2 separate regions of the Sus scrofa genome follow, and region 1 is linked to region 2. Evidence: chromatin contacts called from public HiChIP or PLAC-seq data. All regions are on one chromosome and are shown on one strand. Each heading gives the region's core, a stretch centred on a gene start, on an enhancer-like site or on the middle of the called end of the contact. The rest is flanking DNA. Distances are from core to core; before and after follow the strand shown. Region 1 overlaps TBC1D2 (TBC1 domain family member 2A). Region 2 has its middle 16 kb from the start of XPA.

Region 1 (4,968 bases), core at 2,320-4,819, 460 kb before region 2:
TGATAACATTATGACAAGTCAAGGGCCTCTTTCATGGAGCCCCCGAGGCTCATGTGGTCGTCACCCATGGTCCTCTTGAGAGGGGGCTTGCCCTGGCTGCCTATAGTCTGCTACTGCTCTCGCATGACATTGACTCTAGGCAGCACTGTGGGCTCACCATCCACTCCCAGCAAGCTGCCCAGCCCCTGCGGCCCAAAAGATTCCAGGCCTTCTCTACATAATCCACATCCTCCTGGCCATAAATTACAAGAAATCTCTGGTCTAGAAATGGGATATCGAGAAGTAGGAGATCAAGAGGGACTAGCTTTACCACCACCTGCTTGGGTGACTTCAGAGCCTTAATTTCTCCATCTATCGAAGGGATGGATCACTCCTGCCCTGCATCCCCAGTGGAGGATCCAGCAGCATTATGGTTGTGAGAGTAGGTATTTGGACTATCCAGTGCTGGGAAACTAGTGACTACCATCGACTATATATCGTGTGGGCTGCCCGGAGGATGCCACCATGTCGTAGTGTGCATGTGGCTTTCCAGTCTCCAATCATATCCATGGTTTCGTGCAGCCCTCAAACAGGAGGGATTCTCCCCACTCCACCAAGTCAGCTAGGACATTGAGATGTCAGATGGGGAGGTAGTGATACCCCCAACCAGGTCAGAATTTCAAAGCTCTCTCTTTCTTACCACCTCCAAATTCCTTTATCCAGTGAGCACATCTTGAACACCTACTGCATGTGAGAAACTAGGCTGGACACTTTACTGTCCTTACCTCATTTCACCCTCATAACCACCCAATGAAGTGAGGACTATCATCACCTCATAGTACAGAGAAAACCAAAGCCCAGAAAGGTTAGGGAAACTTTGAGTTGGAGATCCCAGCCTCATTATCTTTTGTAGCCAAGAATCATGTGGTGTTTCAGAGGTAAGCATCCATCTGCAACAACAGGGTGTTTTGTGTTTTTGTTTTTGTTTTTTCTGGGAAGGAGAGAGTTGCCGAGCCTCCCATGACCTTCCCACATCCCTCACCCAGTGCCATGATGTGGGCACAGGGCCTTGCCAACTAACCCTTGTGCTTCTCAGGCCGCCACCAAGCAAGCGATGCTGTACTGGCTGCAGCAGCTGCAGACGAAGCGCTGGGAGTTCCACAACAGCCCACCTGCACCTCCCGCCGCCCCTGATGCTGTCCTGGCTGGGAACGGGCCTGCCCTGCGCCTTGAGCTAGGTACCTAATGGGCTCTCCTCCTGCCGCACACCCAGGGCTCTTGGTGATCAAGCCTTTACCCTCCTGTTGGGAGTGAGTGGGAGGAGCCCTCTGCTAAAGAAGCAGAGAGCCAGGGATGTAACTCAGACTCAGGGCAACAGTATAGCATCAAGGGCAAAAACATGGGCTCTGAGGCCAGGCTGCCTCAGTCTAAATCCTAATCCTCTGAGGTCTTAGGCAAGTAGCCTAACCTTTTTGAGCTTCCATTTCCTTCCCTGTAAAATGAGGTTAATAAAGTATACCTACTTCTTAGGGTTATGAGGATTAAATGAAACCATTACCTTAGGTGGTGGAATGATGCTTGCACATTGTCAGAGCTCAGGAGTTGTCAGCTACTATTGTGACAATGAAACTATGGGATGATCTCAAGAAATGAAACTTTCTCAGAGTTCTTGCGAGGAAGGTTAATAAGAAAATGCAGTTATTATTGTTGCTTCTTATGTAAATGTTTTTGTGCTATGAGTTATGTAGATCTGTGATTTTATTCTCTGTTCTCATAAGGCAGAATCTTCACCCCCATGTGGCCCACATGATCCCAAACCCTAAAACATCCCAGCATGGAGGAGTCTGGGAGCTCCTACCCCCACCCCCATGCTGCAACCAGGATTATGACTGGCAGGCTTTAGAATTGAGACAGATCACCCACAGAGCTGCCCTTGCAAGCTCATGGAGAGTGAGTGCCCAGCACAGGGCTGCAGTGAGGCTCACCGGCCTCACCATCAATTGACAGGGAAGCCAGGGGGTGAGGTCAGGAACTATGGCTGGGCATCTCCTGGACCTTGGTACCCAGATGCTTTACAGACTGAGCTCATCTGCCCTTCCCCTTCTCCCCAGTTCTCCTTCCCTGAGCAAATGGCCTTCATTTACCCAGTTGCCCCTTCCTGGACCTCAGATAGTCCAGTCAGTTACTGTGGCTTGCCTTGTCTGCCCTCTGGCCTATACGTCAGACCCAGACTCTCACTGTTGTTGCTTTGGATCAGACTCCAACTCTTAACTGGAAAACCACAGCAGCCTCTTCTCTGGTGTCCCCCTGTCCCAGCCTGCCACCTCAGACCCAACCTCTTCACTGCAGTCAGAGTGAGCTTTCTCAAATGAAAGCCTGAGCCCCACGTGCCTCCCACAACTGCTCTCCACGTCCCAGGCCCAGGCCCAGCGTTTTAGAACCCAATCAGGCCTCATCCTTCCTCTTCTCACCTCTGCCCGTTTCCCCAGCACCCCACCTCTGCTGTACACTTAAGCAGCACGACTCACTCTTCTCTGCCTGGCAAATTCCTATTGACTTTCTGGCCAAACTCCACTGTCACCTCCTCTTGGCAGGCTTCCAGGACTTTGCCAGCTAGACTCTGTATGAGCCCTCAACACTCTTTGCAGATGGCTATATTGTGTCTTAATTACAGCATCTTTGTCAGTCTCTGCCCCTCCCCTGGCCCTCAAGGAGAGGGTCCGTGTCACCTGTGTCCCCAGTAACTAGTGCCCTACTGGGTGCATTGGATATTGGTTGAGTGAATATATTGATTTTATCATTAAGTAAAGAAAGGAGTATAAAGGTCTTAGCATAATTACCTAGGCACACAGTGAGTGCTCAATATAAGTGTGATCTGGTGATTATTATATGTGTATGTGCACACTGTCACTGTCATTATAGCTGCTCCTTTTAATGGTTTATAACAATCACGCGTAATTTTCTCAGAGAACCTTCTAGGTGTTTTATGCTTGTAAGTACTTTCTTTAGGGGAGGGTTTGTTTGCTTTGGCTTTCGCTTCTGCACTCCGACTCACCCTCCACTCCCATCTGTGGAGAGGGGGAAACTGCAGCGTGAGCTGACACAGTTGCCGGATCGGCCTCAGACTAGAAGCAACAGGAAAACCCTCCCAATGACAGGATTCCCAAGTGTCTGGGACTAAAATGAGAAGAACCAGGTTATCAGAAGAATGGCTTTGGTTCAGCACACTTGGTGGGCCTCTTCTGGGCCAACCCCTACTGTTGGCCTGGGAGGGAGAGGAGGGGTTGCCACAATGACCAGGCTCCTGAGGAGGTGACAGTGGGGGACACTGGCCTTCTCCTCTAAAGCCTCTCTCATCTCACAGCAAGCCATCACCCCCCTGGCCCCAGGGCCCTGCGAAATTTCCCCCAGAAAGATATTTCTGGAGTCTTGAGCAAGCTGGCAGACCGTGGATTAGCTGTCTGGAGCAAGCTGCCCCACCTCTCCAGTCTCCACCCTTCCTGGAGGAAGCAGGGGCCTGCTCCCTGGGCAGTGAAAACCAACAGAGTCACATCTGACTTTGAGTCACGGACACATCATCTTATAAAAAAGTGTCTCATCATGTCATTGAGCAATCTGCAAGGCTGCATATTCTCTACAGCATTTAAGCATTTATGCCTTTTTTTTTTTTGCTATTTTAGGGCCACACTTGTGGCATATGGAGGTTCCCAGGCTAAGGGCTGAATTGGAGCTATAGCTGCCGGCCTACGCCACAGCCACAGCAACGCAGGATCCGAGCCGCGTCTGCAACCTACACCACAGCTCACGGCAACGCTGGATCCTTAACCCACTGAGCAAGGCCAGGGACCGAACCACAACCTCATGGTTCCTAGTCGGATTTGTCTCTGCTGCACCACAATGGGAAACTCCCATTTATACCTTTATTTTATACTTTACCTAAACACTGGTCTCCATAAGAGCTAAGTAAAATCAAGGGGAAGCCAGCAGATTTATAATAACAATAACATGTTACCAAACTAGGCCACAGTTTGCAAAGGAGTTTTATAAATGTACATCATCATAAAAACACGCATACCACTTACTCTGTTCTCATACTTTACGTGCATCAATTACCTAATCCTCACAGCAATCTTAGGTAGTTAGTGTCATTCTCATTTTGCAGAAACTGAGGTTCGAAGAGGTCAAGAGACCTGTCCAAGGTCACACAGCAAGAAAACATCAGCCTGAAGTTTGAACCTTAGTCTGTAGACTTACTCTACCCCCAGCTCCACTCAGGCTTTGGGTCAGCTGATCATGTATCCAGGGCCCTTTGGGGAAGCAGCAACTCTCTGGCCGAGGCACTTTTCATTGAGCGACGATTTTTCCCTCTTGGTGATGGGGCAGCTCCTACAGCTCAGGCAAAAGGAGAATCACAAGTAAATGCTGAAAATTATTAGTGTGATCACTTCTCTGAGAGCATTTCTCTAGGCTGGAGAGGAACCCAGAGGCCCCAGAGCAGAGCCTGGTTCATCAGTTCTGTTTACTACAGTAGCATCTATCTAGAACCGAACCCATTATCTCTGAGGTGTGCCTGTGTTTTATGTTTTTGCACCCACACCCTTTTTGCAGATGTAGTGCAAAAGTAAATTTCCTCTACCCCTACATTTTTCACCCTCTCAGTAAGCAGGCTCCAGGTGAAAGGTGTCTGCTGCCCTGTTGTCCTCAGGGGCTGCCTGATCAAGATCATACCATCCCATAAGTGGCCTTAGTTCTCTCCCACTTTTTTGTAACACTCAAAATTGACCTAAATATTGTGCCTCCCTCTCTTTTATACCCCAAATAATGTTTCCTTGGAACCCTCCTTAACATTAAACGTTTTGAAGGAAGCAGAACATTTGAGAAACATAGAAAGCTGGAAGAAAAATAGCCATAATCCTATCACCCAGAGACAGCCAGTGTTAACATTATGTCATGAGCCCCATCTGCTTTTTATTTAAACATATTTCAGGA
Region 2 (4,896 bases), core at 1,219-3,718:
GGCCTGGGATTCTGGAGCTATCACTTACCAGCTGAAAGCGGTCTTGGCCAAATCACCTGAGCCCCCTGAGTTTCAACTACTTCATCTATAAAAGGCTCTCACCAGAAATACATTAGAATATTTAATTTACCGGAGTTCCCGTTGTGGCGCAGTGGTTAACGAATCCGACTAGGAACCATGAGGTTGCGGGTTCGATCCCTGGCCTTGCTCAGTGGGTTAACGATCCGGCGTTGCCGTGAGCTGTGGTGTAGGTTGCAGACGCGGCTCGGATCCCGCGTTGCTGTGGCTCTGGCGTAGGCCAGTGGCTACAGCTCCGATTCAACCCCTAGCCTGGGAACCTCCATATGCCGCGGGAGCGGCCCAAGAAATAGCAACAATAACAACAACAACAACAACAAAAAGACAAAAGAAAAAAAAGAATATTTAATTTACCAAGAGTTTAAGCTGTAAAGTAACAGCATACCTTCTAGCTGATGTTGTTCATATTGCCACCAACCTGGGAGAAAGGGGAAAGCAAAACTCGGTGTTGAGGGAAGGTCATTTATCTTGATTTTCTCCATAACATAGCGGGAGAATTCACCTGTCCCTCCTAACCTTGGTTCTTTTACTTAAGTCTGAATGAGGGAAGGGATGGTCTTAGGACCTGAGGTTGGAGGAACTTCCCGGGGGACCCAAGTGGACTTAGCTATGGGGAGGAAGATGCTACCTCACTGCCATTCAGCATCATTGTCTAATCAGCCCTGCACGTCTCTGTATTCTATAAGGAACCTCTTAATTACTCCTGGGCCCCAAATAATTGAAACATCAATGTCTCTTGGAAGGCAGAATCTCACCTTAAATTGTTTTCTTTGATTATACATTTGTCAAATATAAAGATAAATGCTAATGCTCTTGCTATAATGTTAAATCAGTAAATAAGAGATAATATTGCCATGTAGTATCTCAACTATATAAAAACTATATATGCACAGATGAAAATGTTAATCATAGTTGTAGCTGAGAGAATAGAAAATGGGCTTTTTTCTGCCTTTCTCTATTTTCTAAAAATTTTAAAATGCTCATTGGTTATTTATTTAATTTATTTATTTATTGGCCTTTTTAGGGCTGCACCCGTGGCATGTGGAAGTTCCCAGGCTAGGGGTCTAATTGGAGCTGTAGCTGCTGGCCTACACACAGCCACAGCAACGCCAGATCCTTAACCCACTGAGCAAGGCCAGGGATCAAACCCGCAACCTCGTGGTTCCTAGTTGGATTCATTAACCACTGTGCCACGACGGGAACTCCTCATCAGTTATTCTTAAAATAAAAAAAATATTTCATTCAGATATGTTTTACTACCCCAAAGGGAAAATCCACTTATATATTTTCATGAAAATTACCTACACAACTTCAATAAAAACTAATGATAGAATCCTGAAAATTTTGAAAGTAAGATATTTTATGAATATTAGATTGAGATACCTAGTCTGAGTCACTGAGTAAGTACAATACAGGTGAAAGTATATTAAAATAAATTTCTTGCACAATAAAAATAGCTGCATGATCAAAAATACCTTGTTTCTGAAAATTGTAGACCTATAACAGGGAACATTTGATACATTTAAGAGCATAGCACAAATGTGAAAGAACTGAGGCAGCCTTTTGGGGTTTGTTTTAATAGAATTTCACCTATATTTAGGTTCCAAAATCAATGAGCTTGTTCAGAGTCATAAATTGGAGTTGATGGAGGAATTTATGTTTAAGCACATGTAATAGAAATGTATGTTCCATAGCAGCAAGTGTTATGCAAAGTTAGGTTCCTTGGAACTGTTATTGGGCAAGAAATCTTGGATGTCACCTGAGGAAAGGGTTTAGCAGTTAGAGACGCTAAGTAAACCCCAGGGTACAGGACTCAATAGGCTTCACCGTTGCGCAACTTCTTGGAGCCTTAAATATACTGATTTTCATTGTAAATCTCCAAGAGGGGTGTGCAATATGTGACATTTGCTCAAAGCATTTGACCAGAAAATCTTTTTTCCCTCCACAAAGGACACTTCACATCAGGATATGCAATGTTACAGGCATGCAGAAACTTTATCTTTTCAACTTTTATTTTGTGAGCCCACGAAGCAGAGTTCATCTCTGTCTGTTGTCACAAAAGGGGTATTTTATGCATTTAAAGCACAGATAGAGATCACAACAAACCATTTAATGAGTCATGTCACATGGAACCAAAGCCCAGTTCCCACTGTCAGGTCGAGTCTCATTCTGTCGTTCCCTTGCAGAAACTGGGCTCTGATGAGACACCAGAAGACCAGAAGGGACTTGTGAGCTTCATCACACGTCCCATGCTTTGACCTCCTTTATAAAATGGCTTAGCAATGGCATGCAATTCTGAGACTCACCCTTCCCATCCCCCACTACATAGACGCACACCCTTTGCTGGCATGCGAAGCGTGCATAGAAAGGGGAAGAAAAACCCAAACCACAAAACCCCACATTCCTTTTGAGGGTTGTATGTGTACACGCCCTGGACCTTTGACCCTCTTTCCCTGCTGAACAGGGGTTTTCGAGGCTTTGAGTCTGTAGTCTTGGACTGTTCAGATGTAGCTTTATCAGGTTCCAGTCACAAGGCTTCAGCCTTTCCCCTCTTGGGGGCTTAGTTTCTGCATCTGTAAATTGGGGCTAATGAGCCTGGGTCCCACATAACCTCTCAGGATTGTAGTAAGGATAAAACAGAATAAAAATGTTATGAAAAGTTGGAATTGTGGGGCTTTGTTATACCATTATAAGCAGAAATAGTCCACTTCCTGAGGTGGTGGGTAGAGTGGGAAAAAACAGAGGACAGGCTGGAAAGACTAGTGACTAATGACTAATCTTTGTCTTCTTAACAATCACAGGGCTTCCATTCATTCTAAGGACAATGAAAGCAGGAAAAGACAGGACACATGAAATAAAGTGTGTCTAGAGCACCATCCATAGCCTTTTTGCTCCAATTCTGATAAAATGTTTATACCACTGAAAAATGCATTTAAATGAGTGCTTTTTTTGGTTTTGTTTTTTGGCTACCCCTTGACATGTGGAGTTCCTGGGCCAGGGATCAGATCTCAGCTTCAGTGGAGACCCACACTGCAGGTGCAATGCAGGAGCCCTACTGTGCCGGGTTGGGGTGGAACCTGAATTCCAGAGCTCTAGAGATCCTGCTGATAGGGATACCATTGCACCACTGCGGGAACCTCAGATGAGCACTTCCTTTAAAAATAATTTGCTGGAAAGAAAAAAAGGCATTTGGTTAGAAGTATCATAAAAACTGAAGAAATGAGAAAAGATTCCAATAACAATTCATCACACTTCTGAATCTGGGAAAAGTTGCCATCAATTATGAGGCAGACAGAATGCAGCTTGGATTGGATCTGGCATTGCTGTGGCCGTGCTGTAGGCTGGCAGCTGCAGCTTCGATTTGACCCCTAGCCTGGGAACTTCCATATGCTGTGGGTGCTACTGTAGAAAGGGAAAAAAGAAGTCTATCAAAATGGCAGAAAGAATAGGAAGCCCTAGCATCGCATAATGTAGATTCCAAGTGTTTAGTTTCCAATTTCAAAATGGAAAAACAGAAGTACTAAATATAAATATATACATTTCTATAAATTTGGAATGGTGAAAGCCTTTCTAAGAATGACTCAAAGACAGAAACTGTAAAGAAAAACATTATTTTTTCGAGGTAAAATGAAAAGTTTTTATTTATTAAAAACTATAAATATCTTATACATGGCCAATGAGATTTTTAAATGAGGTAGCCCTTTGGAAGACACTCTGACGGTTCCTCAAAATGTTGAACATAGGGTTACTATATAACCCAGAAATTCCACTCCTAGGTGTATATCCAAGGTAAATGAAAACATATATCTGCACAAAAACTTGTGACACGAATGGTCATAGCAACATTACCCATAATAGCTAAAAAGCGGAGATAACCCACATGGGTACCAACTGATAAATGGATTAAAAAATCTGGTATGCCATACCATCCAATGGAATATTATTCTACCATTAAAAGGAATGAAGTACTGATCCCTACTACAAATGGATAAGCCTGAAAATATGCTGGTGTATATACTGAAAGCCACCAAATTGTATACGTTAAAAGTGTGACTTTTATGGTATATGAATTTTTGCTCCATAAAGCAGTTATTTAAAAAATGTAAATAGTTATCATTAAAAAAACAAGGCAAAGCTAATGGCAAATGAAAAAAATTGTAACATTTCACAGAGATGAGAAATATCTGTAGTACACGAGGAGTGCTTATATAAAAATTTGAAAATAAATAGGCCATTAAAAATTGGCAAAAGCTAAGGTAAGAATTTCATAGGAAAAGCAGCGTAAAAGGCCAATAAACATGTTCATGTTTATGCTCATTTTGAAGTTTTGACGTTACCGTGATTATTAAACCAGCTGCTAGATGTTATCATTTAGCATGTTAATAATAGAGCTCCTATTTTACTATGTCGTATTCTGAGAAGGGTTCTTGAAGCTTTATCAGAGCACCAGTGCATCTTTGGCCCCCAAAAAAGTTAGGAAACCTTAAACTACAGAAAGGAGGTAAAATAAGGTATGTCATGTCCATATAATGAAATGCGATGTAGCCATTAAAATTGATTTTGTAGGTGAGGATATAGAGCAATTGAAACCTTCATATACTGCAGGAGAGTGTAAGTTAGTGCAACCATTTTGGAGACTGTTTTTTTTTTTCTGCTGATGCTGAACATATACATACTTGTGCCCTAGCAGTGGCACACCTAAGCACATATGCAACAGAAATGTATAGGTATGTTGTGAGCCACACGGGAAGTCCTAAAAATGTATAGGTATGTTCACCAAAAGATGTCTAAAGAATGTTCATAGCAGCTATTCCAGCC

What was found. HiChIP or PLAC-seq counts read pairs in DNA pulled down with a chosen protein or histone mark.
Region 1: a contact with region 2 is called in an H3K27ac HiChIP or PLAC-seq map of alveolar macrophages. The contact joins two enhancer-like sites. A contact is called at or near these places in 1 of 47 Hi-C or Micro-C datasets (embryonic fibroblasts) and 1 of 2 datasets of contacts at active chromatin or transcription factors (alveolar macrophages).

Annotation. Positions count from the first base shown.
Region 1 is chr1:240,041,067-240,046,034 of Sscrofa11.1, reverse strand. It overlaps TBC1D2 (TBC1 domain family member 2A), which reads left to right. Exons shown (of 16, transcript XM_021066519.1): 2 at 1,076-1,217. Among named protein-coding and RNA genes, the nearest start is that of TBC1D2, 6.4 kb to the left of the region's middle. Within about 2 kb of position 3,569, at least 27 of the 83 cell types and tissues checked have an H3K27ac peak or open chromatin away from gene starts, as enhancers often do. A contact at or near this core is called in alveolar macrophages and embryonic fibroblasts, where this site is marked.
Region 2 is chr1:239,582,438-239,587,333 of Sscrofa11.1, reverse strand. No RefSeq gene overlaps it. Among named protein-coding and RNA genes, the nearest start is that of XPA, 16 kb to the right of the region's middle. Within about 2 kb of position 2,468, at least 16 of the 83 cell types and tissues checked have an H3K27ac peak or open chromatin away from gene starts, as enhancers often do. A contact at or near this core is called in alveolar macrophages and embryonic fibroblasts, where this site is marked.